Linked DNA regions of Mus musculus: region 2 is linked to region 1. Evidence: chromatin contacts called from public HiChIP or PLAC-seq data. All regions are on one chromosome and are shown on one strand. Each heading gives the region's core, a stretch centred on a gene start, on an enhancer-like site or on the middle of the called end of the contact. The rest is flanking DNA. Distances are from core to core; before and after follow the strand shown. Region 1 has its middle 32 kb from the start of Gm43549. Region 2 holds the start of Mab21l1 (mab-21-like 1).

The links. HiChIP or PLAC-seq counts read pairs in DNA pulled down with a chosen protein or histone mark.
Region 2: an H3K4me3 HiChIP or PLAC-seq map of craniofacial prominence shows a contact between it and region 1, with 2.9 times the contacts expected there. The contact joins the promoter of Mab21l1 here to the enhancer-like site in region 1. A contact is called at or near these places in 11 of 39 promoter capture datasets (the 3T3-L1 cell line, 3T3-L1-derived adipocytes, the C10 cell line and 7 more), 1 of 15 datasets of contacts at CTCF or cohesin (the NIH/3T3 cell line), 4 of 484 Hi-C or Micro-C datasets (cranial neural crest, embryonic stem cells and muscle stem cells), 4 of 115 datasets of contacts at active chromatin or transcription factors (bone marrow-derived macrophages, craniofacial prominence, embryonic hindbrain and 1 more) and 3 of 9 other capture datasets (adipose tissue, liver and pancreatic islet).

Annotation. Positions count from the first base shown.
Region 1 is chr3:55,609,695-55,616,339 of GRCm38.p6, reverse strand. No RefSeq gene overlaps it. Among named protein-coding and RNA genes, the nearest start is that of Gm43549, 32 kb to the right of the region's middle. Within about 2 kb of position 3,924, at least 20 of the 459 cell types and tissues checked have an H3K27ac peak or open chromatin away from gene starts, as enhancers often do. A contact at or near this core is called in craniofacial prominence, embryonic limb bud and second pharyngeal arch cranial neural crest, where this site is marked.
Region 2 is chr3:55,778,913-55,785,557 of GRCm38.p6, reverse strand. It overlaps Mab21l1 (mab-21-like 1), which reads right to left and starts at 3,048. Exons shown (of 1, transcript NM_010750.3): 1 at 271-3,048. The coding sequence starts at 2,564. The coding sequence ends at 1,485. The region is part of intron 41 of Nbea (neurobeachin); the gene reads left to right.

The DNA.
Region 1 (6,645 bases), core at 2,675-5,174:
CCACTTTGTGTGATGTCAAAAGCCCCAAGCCAGGCTTCAGCTGAAAGGGTTCCAAGTTCGGTTCTTTCTTGGACACTTGCAAAATAAATAAATAAATAAATAAATAAATAAACACAAATTTATGGATGAGAGAAATAGACTCCAAATCTTCAACAATTTCTCCTGGTCAAATTTGCATGAATCTTCTCCCTCCATCTCCTTTTTGTTCAAGGAGAGCTGGGATCAACAGCAGCCACAATCATCAAAGATGTCAGAACTACCAAAAGCCAACTGTGTTTCATATATTGGAAATTTGAATATATTTGCATATTCTAGAGTATTATTGGTTACTTCTAAGGAATTTAAAAGGAAAAAGAAGCATGAATGTGTCGGGACAGTGTTTTATTTTGAAAAGAAAACAAAACTTAAAAGTAGCCAAATTAAATTTCATGAAATAAAGAGAGCTATTAGTAAGACTTGAGGTATTATAGGTTACACTGCAGGTCAGACTCAGCTGGAGAAGGAATTAGTGAAAGGAAATTTAGACTTAGGAAATTGTCTAGAATATAAGCTTGAAAGCAAAGCCATGAGAGCAGGAAAGTGAGAGAAGAAAGAATTCTTATATATGTTCAGATTGGGTTCAAAAATAGATGAAAAGCAGCATTCCCGTCTTCAGAGATGATGCATGAAATGTTTAGGACTTCAGAGCTGAAAGATTTATAAGCAGAATTAATATATCCTTGCATGTGTAACCGCATGCATCACCAAAACGAAAGAGGGCATCTCAGTCCCGAGGGTAAATAAGTGGCCACTGGGAGAGTTTTTTCTCAGGGATACCATGCTCTGGTAGATGACCCTACACCCATGCCTGCTCTAACACCACTAAGCAGACCCTATTTGGGAAAAACAAAACAAGAAAATAGGTGAAGTTGGGAGAGAATAGTTTGGGATGGGAACAAGGGAAGTCTGGAAGGGAGGGGTGGGATGGCATTGATTAAAGCACATTATATGCATGTATAAACGCTTCAATAAAAATCATATCAATAAAACCATCTCATACTCAAAAGAAAGAAAAAAAAGATCCTTAGAGAGAATCCATCATCCATCATCTTCCAGCCCCCATCAGACATCTGGCTGATTCTCAAGAAGAAGAATATAAAAACCCGCAAGATGAAGGGGCAGTGTTTTTCAGGGCTCTTGAAAGAAAAACAACAACCAATGTCTCGTGGTCTGCATTAACAGAGCAAAAGCTTTTCAAGAATACAAACACACTAAAGATGTTTGTAGGTAATCAAAAAAATCTAAGTTGCCCTTCACAAAGGGACTTCACCTTCCCAGGCAGAAGACAGCTGAACATGAGGTGGGAAGCTGAAACTGAGTAGGAACCAGGTACAGAGGAAAGCTGCTTGCTGACCAGTGGGACAGTCACAACACTATTCTCTAAGGAATAAAGGTGAATGCAGACATCATTCTGGGCAGTGGTACCCACCACAGAAAGGAAACGTGTCCTGTGACAAAACTTCTGGGAACCTTGCCTTGTCTTCTGGAAGGTGGTTAAGGGAGACGGCTGTCTCACATTTTGTTACAAACTACCTGAGAGAACTTCTAAGGGGAAACATTTATTTTCACTCATGGCTGGACACTCCATCCCACAATGCTCCAGGCAGCACACAGAAGATTTTGAGAGGAGCTTATGGTAGAGGAAGCCTGTGTACCTCACAGTAGAGTGTGAAAGATGCGACCAAGGTACTGTAACCCTCTTCAAGGATGCTGTGAATGGCCTAAGACCTTCAATTGAGGCCTGCCTCCTAAAGGTTCCATACACTCCCAGGGGCACCATGGAAGCAACATCTGCCAGATGCCTGATGGGAGTTGGAGGACTATGGATGATGGATTCTCTCTAAGGATCTTTTTTATTCTTTCTTTTGAGTATGAGATGGTTTTATTGACACGACTGTCTATCATTCAAGCATTCACCAATGTACCTTTGGAGGGCAGTTCAAATTTACTCTCCAGAAGGGTCCTTGCCTAGGCAGGGGTGGGCTGTTCCATGATGCAGCTGCCTCTGAGGTGCCTGGGCACCTATAAGTAACCCTTTCCCCATATTCCTGTAAACAATCCCAATAAACTTATTGGTTGAACTTGGGCAGAACAGTTCCTTTGATGTGTCACTGTCTCCCTCTTTGGGGAACCAGGAGAAGTCCCATGACCATGACAGAGAGCCAGAAACAACAGGGCTGCATATCCATGGACTAAGACCTCTACAACCAGAGACAAAGTAAGTATTCCCTCTTTTAAGTGGTGACCTTGGGCACTATCTTAGTCAATTGTCATCAATATGGCAAAATATCTTGAAGAAGAAGAAGAAGAAGAAGAAGAAGAAGAAGAAGAAGGAGAAGGAGAAGGAGAAGGAGAAGGAGAAGGAGAAGGAGGAGAAGGAGAAGGAGAAGGAGAAGGAGAAGGAGAAGGAGAAGGAGAAGAAGAAGAAGAAGAAGAAGAAGAAGAAGAAGAAGAAGAAGAAGTAGTTCTTTCACTGCCCAGACATGCCACCTAGTTTGGACTGTCCATCAATGGATCAGAGGCCTTGTGATCTGCCAGTCAGTTGTCCATTCCTGAATCCATGAACTGGCAACCAAGCTGTGCCAATCAGCCTTTTGGGGAATCCTTCATATCCAAGTCACAGAGTATCTAAGCTGATTGTGCAGAACACTGAATGAAAATGGCTAATTCTGGACCGACTTGTAATAGACAACTCACAGTTCAAAATGATTCTTGATCATTTCACAATCCCAGGAAGATAAAATCCGAGTGGTGTGGCTGAGTGGGCTCAGGAAAGGATGAGGTGACTGCAGGTCTAGTTGTTTTACCAGAGCCTTGCTCTATTTTTAGTTTCTCAGATTGGTTTGCTTTCTCATCCTGCTTCCCCAGAACGGCTAGAATGCCAGAAATTCATCTTTTTCCTATCCTTTTGCTCCTAAAAGAAAACAAAAAGGATTAAGATTGCAAAACGAATATATCCCTTTCATGGAAGGAGAGCAGAATTTCCTTACCCAGCCAGGCTCTAGACACACCAGCCATATCCTTTTCCAGCTGAGACGGCATCAAATAGGGTCCAAAATGCCAACTGACACTTTGCTAGAAATCACTGCATGTTGAAACTCTGACCCTGTTCAACTTGATTATCCTGATTCACAATTAGAAATCAAGAAACGACCAGGACAAGAATGTGTGTGTGTGTGTGTGTGTGTGTGTTCATACATCCACTATACACACACACACACACACACACACACACACACACTTTATGTCCTGTGTCCTGGCTTTTGTTCTAGGAGGGTCTTTTGGGAGCGGAGGGGAAGGACTAGAGATGAAATTAGACCTGTGTTTACACAGCTCTTCTCATTGGCCAGGACTTAGTTTTTGAGTTTGTAAACTAGCCTTCCCATTTAAATTGAATAAGTAGGTGCAGCTGAGTAAACCGAGAGACCTGGCTCTGAGGCCATGTGCTTTCACTTTAAAATTACATTGATGAGGAACAGAGGGGGGCTAGAAATGAAAAGAAGAGAGATAGAAGGCAGGCTCTTTAAAGGGGAAATGTGAGAAAATCAAGAATCAAAACAGAAGTCCTCTTTGCTGTGGTGTGGGGGGTGAGGGGAGCCATTCAGACTAGAACCGCCAGGAGAAGGCTGCCTCCTCAGACCTGCCTGCCATCTGAACGTGGATGGAAGAGCTGCCCCTGGGGAAGTCTGCACACAGAGGCCGGGTGCTGGGACAGGACCTTAAAGCACATGGGGTTGCCTCAGATGGCCCAGATAAGACAGAACCAACTGGGAGTCTTCCCACAGCCCACCTTAAAGAACAGACTGCTACCTGGTGAAAACAGGTAGCCAAGTTCCACTCTCTGATGCTCCAGAGAACAACTGCATTCGGAGATCGAGCCCGTCAGAGACTCACTGGGTTCAACTCTAGGGTAACTAGAGTAAAAGGAAGCTGGAGGGAGGCAGATAGACAAGGGAAGCAAAAAAAAAAAAAAAAAAAAAAAAAAAAAAAAAAAAAAAATGGGCTCCCTGACGATGACAGCTCCGTTTCCAGAAGACACTGTAATGAGAAACTTCAGGAAGGTATGGAGGCAGGCATCTAAACAGGACCAGTAGGGGTAAGGGGAACTCCAGGGGCCCAGCCTCAGGCCTGGCCCATCCTGGTGGGATTAAGACGTGACTTTCTCTCTGGCACTGGTTTCCTGTCTTTCCTCAGCCTCCAAGGGGCAGAGAGGTGCTTCCATCTTTCATGGCCGGAAGGAGAATTTTCTCAGAGGGACCAGAGTGGGGGCTTAGGCCAGGCTCCTAAGTCAAGTTACTAAACAAATGTAGACCCTGTAGAACTGCTCATTATCCCTAGAGGAGCAGGGCTGGAAGATGGCAGACTCCTCACTCTGCACACACGGAGAAACACCACTGATCCAGCCAAGTCCCTGCTCTACAGCTTCATCAGCTGAACCCTGGCTTCTGGGCCTTGGAACTGTGAATAGCTAAGAGAAGTTGTTAGCATTCCTTCTAGGCTCTGCCCCACAGTTTCCTGGCAACAGCCAGGTATGCCTGACTCACTATAAAAGGGGCTGCTTGCCCCTTCTGCTCTCTCTTACTCTCTTGCTCTCTTCTCTTCCTCCTCTTGTCTCTTCTCTCCCCATTCCCCTCCCCACTCTCTCCACCTGTTAATGGCAGGCCTCTCCTCCTCCTTTTCCTTCCTTCTCCTCCTCCTCCTCCTCCTCCTCCTCCTCCTCCTCCTCCTCCTCTTCTTCTCCTTCTTCTTCTTCTTCTTCTTCTTCTTCTTCTTCTTCTTCTTCTTCTTCTTCTTCTTCTTCTTCTCTCTCTCTCTGTCTCTCTCTCTCTCTCTCTCTCTCTCTCTCTGTCTCTCTCTCTCTCTCTCTGTCTCTCTCTCTGCCTTTCTCTGTCTCCACTCCCTCAACTCCCCTTCCCATGCCCTAATGCAACTCTATACTATACTGGTCATGTGACTAGTACTTCAGGGGGAAGGGATACCTCAGCATGGGCACCCCTACCCCGTCCTGCACCATACCACACTTCTACCAAACATATTCCCGATTCTTCCTTTTGATAAACCACAACAGTAGTCACCTGGGACCTGGGATAGGCTGTCTGAGGAAAGGGAAGACACCCACAATGCACCCACCCCTGCCTTGTTTCTTCCTCTGTTTCTTAAACCATCCTAGCATGCAGGCAAAACTCTGGTTAGGAAGTGGTGCCCTGGAGAGCTTTAGCTCTTTGTCCAGAGCCCACGTGGCAAGGCAAATGCTTCCTTCACACGCGCCTTCCCTAGCCCAGGCTTTCATACTTTGGCCTTCACAGGCCCTCAAGATGATGGGGAGCAGGGTGTGAGCTTGCTGGCTGTGAGGCTGGGGGTGAGACCATAGAGGGCCTCTCTGAACATGCAAAAGGCCCTGGGTTCCAGCCCCAGCACTTCCAGGCCTGTCCATAGAGAGGCAGGGTTTTGCCTCAGAGTCAGCTGTTCAGGTGCCAGTAACAGCTAGAGGCCAAGAAGGACCAACTTGCCTGTGGGGGGCGGGGGTAGGCTGGAAAGACGGACTCCACTGGGTCTTAACCTCTGCTCTTTCTGTTTCCCACTTCTAAGTCTTTTCCCTTAGTGTTCCGTCCTTGTCTGCTTGCCTGCTTTTGTTTCTGCCCTGTGGTGCCCTGGGGACACCCACCCCCTCCCAGCTTTCCAGTAGCTATGACATTAACAGGCTGTGGAAAAAGAACACTCCGTGTTCTCTAGAAATATCATGCTTATTAGGAATTAAAGCCGCTAAAGAGTCACATAGAATAAAAATTCTCAATAGGATCTCCACTCCCTTCATAGCTGCTAATCAGGGAGAAGAAGATACAGGTCCCGACACCTATGTTGGCAAAATCTCCAGAGGGTCTGCAGAGAGGGAGATCGAGAGGGCTTCATCATCAAAGGCTCCCTCAGGACTGTGCCCCCACGCCCCCACTGGGAGGGCTGATCCATGGGCGTTAAGAAAGGTGCTTTAGACAGCAGCAGCGGTCGCCATCTTGGTCCGGGACCCGCCGAACTTAGGAAATTAGTCTGAACAGGTGAGAGGGTGCGCCAGAGAACCTGACAGCCTCTGGAACAGGCAGAAGCACAGAGGGGCTGAGGCAGCACCCTGTGTGGGCCGGGGACAGCCGGCCACCTTCCGGACCAGAGGACAGGTGCCCGCCCGGCTGGGGAGGCGACCTAAGCCACAGCAGCAGCGGTCGCCATCTTGGTCCGGGACCCGCCGAACTTAGGAAATTAGTCTGAACAGGTGAGAGGGTGCGCCAGAGAACCTGACAGCTTCTGGAACAGGCAGAAGCACAGAGGCGCTGAGGCAGCACCCTGCGTGGGCCGGGGACAGCCGGCCACCTTCCGGACCAGAGGACAGGTGCCCGCCCGGCTGGGGAGGCGGCCTAAGCCACAGCAGCAGCGGTCGCCATCTTGGTCCGGGACCCGCCGAACTTAGGAAATTAGTCTGAACAGGTGAGAGGGTGCGCCAGAGAACCTGACAGCTTCTGGAACAGGCGGAAGCACAGAGGCGCTGAGGCAGCACCCTGTGTGGGCCGGGGACAGCCGGCCACCTTCCGGACCAGAGGACAGGTGCCCGCCCGG
Region 2 (6,645 bases), core at 1,799-4,298, 170 kb before region 1:
AATGACACATTATATAGAACATTATTTGTAAATGGGCAAAGATAATTCTAAACTTTATTGCTACCTGAATTAGCTAATGTAAAGCCTCGGTCTGGACCCTCTCAGCACTTGTTGATCGGTGAGATACCACCAAAGCTTCTGTAATGAGACAATGAATGTGCTGTGTTTAAATAAGTAAGGGCTTGCCTTTAGGTTTTGCCATTAGCTTTCCCTGTATAGTAAGAATGAGTTGTGGTTTCTGGTTAATTTATTCTAATAACACTTATTGTGTTAAAATATATCTCCATTTTATTGCTTATATTTCATATAAAAACTTCAGAGTTTTGCATTATGGTTTAAGTTAATTTTTCTCAGATTTTGCTGCTTTTAAACTCAGTCTTCTCTATTGCTATGGTAATTTTTCCCTTATATTGTCAAACGACTACAGAAATACTAACCAGAATCAAAGTCTCAGAAGTAGGCTATAAATATATTCATTGTAGAAAAGAACCATTGAGTAAATTAGAAACTGGGGAAGTGGATATTTTCTATAGCTGTTCTAAAAAGAGCCCTTTTAACATTTAATTTTAGTGATTTTATTAACCTGTTTGTCGAAATGTTTAAAATTCTCAAGTTGACTTTTAAATAGCATCATTACCTCATTTAACAACAACAACAACAATTTAAAGAGAAACAGAAACTTGGTATTTTACTTCATTTATTATCTTCTAATTAAATAAAAATCAGCAACAGAAATTAAATTCTAAATCACAAAAGTAATTATCCAGTGTATTTTCAAGTGCATTTTCAAATATATATATAATTCAGATATTCAAGCGTTATTATATAAGCTGAATTCAAATTTTTGAATATATTTAAATAACATTTCAAGTATACTTACGGAATGTTAGAACAAGCAATATATTTGAAACAAAATGTAAACTTTTGTTTTAAGTTCAGACACTTGAAAGACAGGTAAAGTACCAGGAGGAAATCTACCTTTAAATGCATCTCTGTTCTGTGGGAAATGTCTGAAAGTTTCCAAAATGGTAATTTCAGTTCTGATCACCAAATCACAAAACACCAATATCCACACTTTCAAAGACAACATGAGATCACAACTTTTGTTACAGATCAAAATATACATTACACTTTGCTTCCGATGGTACATCCGGGCCCTGTTTGCTGGAAGGCAGCCGCACCTAAGTCTCAAGATTACTATAATCCTTTGCTGGAGTTGGCCATGGTCTTGCATTGCAGCCAGCTGTTTTGGGGTGTTGTGCACTTTTCGGGGGAGCTGGGGGATGCCTCCATAAAGATGCTTGTGGTGTGGTTTTTCCCCTGTGTGAGATGATGGTTAAATGTTGTGTTGTTACTCCTTTTAAAGGAAGAGATTGTTTGCACTGTCTCGAGAAATAGTACATAGGAATCAACCAGGAAGTTTTCATTTCGTCGGGACTTTGAGAAGAATGCTCATTCTTGTCAGCCCTGGATTAGATCATCCTCTAAAGTTTTTCCAAACTTTTTGGGTTGGTCAGGATCTCTCTTGCCAGTCGCCACGTTTGTTTAGCAGCGTTTTCCAAGGCCGAGTGGGGTTTGCCTTGAAACAGATCTAAGTTCGGTAAGAAGTAATGGGGACACCGCCGGCACTGCAGGCATGAGATGAGCTGCAGAAGAATTCCGTTCAGCCGATCGCCCAGGCAAGATTCGTCCCAGTCCGACTCTCGAGGATGCTTCTCGCACTCGTAGGACACCAGAGTCTTCATGTGGTAGTTGTTCAGGGGCTGGCCTGGCAACTCCAGGTGGCGATCACGCAGGGTTTTCAGGATAGAGAGGCATTTCTTCCTGCAGCCCCCCATCTGCAGTCTGTTCTCGGCCTCTGCAAACTGCAGCACCCAAGCATCGCTCTCAGCCGAACTCTGCTTGCCGGCCAGGGAGTGGCACTCCTTGGACAACAAATTGAACCCTTCAGCCTTAACCTCTGCCACCCGGTTGGGTCCTGGCCAGGGGATGTGGGGAAGCGGCCAGTGGGCAGCACTCCGCGGCCAAATCCCGGTGCATTTAAAGGCCGGGGTGATCTGCACCACATACCTATCTCGGATTCTCAGTTTCACTTCGCTCGTGTCAGCCACCATCTTTACTACATCTCTGTAGCTACACTTGTCCACCGCCTGAGCCACCAGTGTCTGAAACCTGGAACGGATTTTGCGTGCCGAGAGGTAGCCAGAGGCGGTGATGAATTCCACCCAGAGGGACATGCTCCTCTTGCGCCCATCGCTCAGTTTCAGCACCGCACAGCCAGGCAGGGAGCCGTCGTCCACGAAGTTAAACACCCCCATCTGGTTCAGATAGAGTACCACCTCGAACTCGGTGGGAGAGATAACCTCCAGGCCCTCGTAGCGGTTGTCCATCTCATTGAGGGAGCTGATGAAACGCGGTTCCTGCACTTCAACCTCCTTCAGGACGTCGGAGACCACTTTGCAGACTTCCCGGATGGTTTTGGCGATGGCAGCTTTCCTGGCCTGGCATTTCTCGTTGTAGTACTTATTCAGGTGGTAGACCAGCTTGGCCTGGGCCGCGATCATGTTGGGGCAGAGATCCGGATTGTACACCGGAGTCTCGCAATAGGCTGTGGGATCCAATGCGGCTGCTAGCGCTGGAGCCAACTTCGGTGGAGAAAGGGGACCACGCTCAAAAGGCACCGAGCCTCTCTCGGACTAGCTGCAGCAGGGGGCCGCCCTGCCCTGCTGGCCTTTTTTCCCCCGCTCGAGACTAGCGGGTCTTAAAGTGAAAGGCTGAGCTCTCCCCTTTTCTCCCCTCCGCTAAAGAATCCGTGTCAGAGAGAGACGCGTGGAGAGAGCACCTTCTCGGTAATAAAAACAAAAGTTATGCTGAGACCCAGCAAAGCTCTTCCAGTAGTCAAAATAATCACCCCTTTCCGTATTTATTTACGTTTTCCCGTAATCATGGTGTGTGCAGGACTGTTAATCAGGTAGAGGAAAAGTGTGCAGAGTGTGCGTCGGGGGTGAGTGTGTGTCTGTCAGAAGAAGCTGCTGTTGGTTTGTGTAAGAGCCCAGATGCACTCGTGTGGAAATTATAAAGGCAGGGCCAGGCAGGCGGGCGGCCAATCGCCACTGGGCTCGTCACGACAGCCTCCTCCAGCTTCAGCCCGGCTAATTAATCCCCCCTCGTGGATAGAAGCATAGAAACCAAAGGTAGGAAACTGCTGCCGGCAGAAACCCACCCAGGCCACCTAGACAGGTTGAAAAGCAAGATGAAATCTCCCAGCTTTGGTATAACTTGAAGCATATTGACATTTGGAAAAGACTTGGTGAAGACAAGTGGTTCTCTTTGCTGAAAAGCCCACTTGTCTGTTCACCTCTGATGAGCTATCCAGTTGTACTAATGGTCATCCACCAATTAGCGAAGTCAAAGGGGCTTCTAGAACAAAGTCACTAACTTGCATTTAGAGTAAGGTAATTAATGCCCGTTAATCCCTGGGGTCTTTTTAGTGCAAGTTAGAACTTTGCTTACTGACTGACTGCTGGCTTCAGCTGGGGGAGTTCTTTAGTCTTCACTCGTGTTCGTGTTCGCAGTCAGAATGTTTCCAAACCTTAGGCAGAGTCTCTTCTCTTTTTAACCTAGGTTTTCCCCATTTGCATTTGCTGAGAGGAATTTAAGAAGTATTGCTCAACGGAGTCGATGATATCTACCCAACTAAAAATGGAGCCTTTTAATTAAAACAAGTTCACCTGTTTGCAGTTTCCCTTGTCTGTAGCTAGATTGGCCAGTGCTGAAATACCAGACAGCAGATAGGGCTGTATGCTGTAGTGGAAACACTTCCTGAAGGTGTTTTCTGAGATTTAGAGAAAGCTTGAGTGCCATCTCATAGTGAGCTGTCTTGTAGAGAAGGATCTAGAGAATTCACAGAGATGAGCTTGCTTGGCACTGGAAGGTGTGGCCATTACAGTTTGTTTGCCCCTGCAGGCTTAAAGATGGATCTTCCACCTCAGAAACCCTCAGTGGTGACCAACAGTAGGTTCCTAATCTTATGGGATGTAATAATTTGATTATGAGAAAATGGCTAATGGCTTCCAAAAAAAATAATTTGTAACCATTCAGGTTAGGGATTTTTATTATTTATTTAAGTTTCATCTTGGAAATTTCAAAGAAATGAGCTTTTCTTTTTGGAACCTGAGGAGCTTTTGGATTTTGGAACCCTAGGGAGGGTTTTATAGGTCGCTCTTCCTTCCAGTACCATGACCAGTTGAGTCCTCAGTGCACATGAACTAAAGATAGGGTAGTTAGGGCTTATGTCGTAGTTTTCAGTTCTCTGCCTTTAGTACAAAGTTCTGTTAATTTCAAATTAAGAGAATTTTCAGTGCCCGGGTATGGTAGCACCTGTGTACGCACTGTTAATGGGCTACTGCTGAAGACTCCCACCTTTTAAGCATCACAGGGCCAGCTCTAATTTCGTTTCTTGTTACCCAAGAGTGATAGATTCCGAATTAGATTAAAATAGTACATCACATTTGGCGCTTAGATGGCCTCCTACTCCATTCCCCAAGACCATTCCCTTGGGAGAGGGAACTGGGGACCTGCAAAGCCCCTCCCCAGTTTGCAGGCATCGCGGGTGAATGCGCAGCTACCTTTTGGCAGCTGAAGAGGGGCTGGAAGAGGCAACCCAGAGCGCCAGATCAACAAGAAAGAGCTGTGCGGCAGGCAGGGAGCAGCCGCTGGGGACGCGTAGTTCCCCAGGATGGGGTGCGACGGGCAAGCGCTCTCCCCACAACCCTTGCGTATACCCTACCCCACCCAGCTGTCTTCCTTGGCTCATCTGCTCTCAGGCTAATTGTAAAGCTTTCTGGGTGTCTGGATGACCCCCACTCACATCCATCGCTGCAAAACACTCTCGGTGCCCTTCGCTCTCATCGCCTGCCCGCCCTCGAATGGCCCCAGCCAAGCGTGTGCTGTACTCAGAACACCCAGGAATACTTGGCCCTCACCTTCCCGGGTGAGCGCGCGCCCCGTGCCTCACCCCGGACTATGGGACTCGATGTAGCTTCGACGCCGAGGCCTTGGTTCCCTCAGTCCAACAGAAGGACTCAGGATCCCACGGCCGCCGACTGCAGCCAGGCGCAGGTGGCGCATCTTTCTGGGCTCGCTGTGCGGCTTAATTGGGTTAAGGCGAAGCTAAACACCGAAGCATTCTGCGCAAACTAATTGATGCAACTGAGGCCTTTTCCGAACGATTTTCGCTTGGAGCAAGAGGACTAAGAAACTAGAGTGTTGCGGGCCAGGCTGGCCAGCGTCCTGAAGCACCCTCCACGCCCGGAGCCGACAGTGATTTACATAAAACCGGACACTGGGCGGCTGCTGTCCCTGTGGGTTGACTGGGAGGCTTAGAATAAAGCTAGATTGTCTCTCTAGCTGCTGCTACCCAGATCGTCCGCTACCCGCTACCCGTAGTCCGAGAAATGAATTGTGCCTGTAGCTGAATCCTTTCCATAATCTCAGCACCTCTCCTTGTTGAAGAAAAACTAAACCGCACTGATGACTGCTTCCTTCCGTGCTTACTTTAATTGAATTGTCCATGGAGAGGAATTAAAATTAATGATGTATTTTTGTGTAATTCACCTGATTTTAATCGAAGTTTTGGCGTTAGATATCTCGTATACCGGTAAATTATTTAACTACTTGATAGTAATTTTAATTTTTTAAAAAAATGACCCATTGGATTGTTTGAACTGCTGATGTGATACACAATGTAATATAAAGTCTGTTTTATTATATGTAAGAATTGAATTGACGCTAGACAATTTTTAAAATACAGTCTTACCGAGTACCAGAAGAAAAGCTTCTGTGCCCCTTGTATTTTAAGACATAAATGGTTAATTGTTTTCAGTGGTATGCATGTAGACATCCTTGACATAAGCTAATAATAGACCGATAATTGAAGAAAAGTGACCTAATTGGAGGGGAAAGAAATAGCCAAGAATCTCATGATGTCACCACTGAGATGCTTGCATTGGAATGGTATTTAGGATTTAGCTAGAGCAGCTTGGATTTAAAAATGTTCAGTTAGGGAGAACAAATCCAGCGAAGACACAGCCTAGTATCATAACATCTAGCCATATCTGTGAACATAAAGCAAATGTGAACTTTAACACTTGGAATATCCCAAATAACAAGGACAAGACAAGCATTTCTGAAGTGCAGCTTCCTGAGTGACTGTCCCAGTGGGGGTGCACTTCCTTGGCCTGTGCAAAGCCATGTCCACACCATCTACAAGGGGATAAAGAAAAACTTGGTATGCTCAGAAGTGTAGGGCCTAAGGGTTGTGTATTGTTGTTCGTTTCTCAGTGACTGTTTACACTTGAATTGCACCTTCACTGACTTCCAGTGGCAACCTTCTGGAAGATCTGCAGGGATCTGAGCCCTTCCAATGCGCGCGCTCTCTCTCTCTCTCTCTCTCTCTCTCTCACACACACACACACACACACACACACACACACTGTTCTCCGTGCTCTCATTATCTGCCAGCAGCTAGTTTATTCACAACTGTTCGTGAATTTAAGTTTTTTTTAATATGTGCTTATTACACTAGGGACTAAAGAATATGAAGTTGATTTTATTAAATTATTTATCTCTACTGCTGGAGTGGCT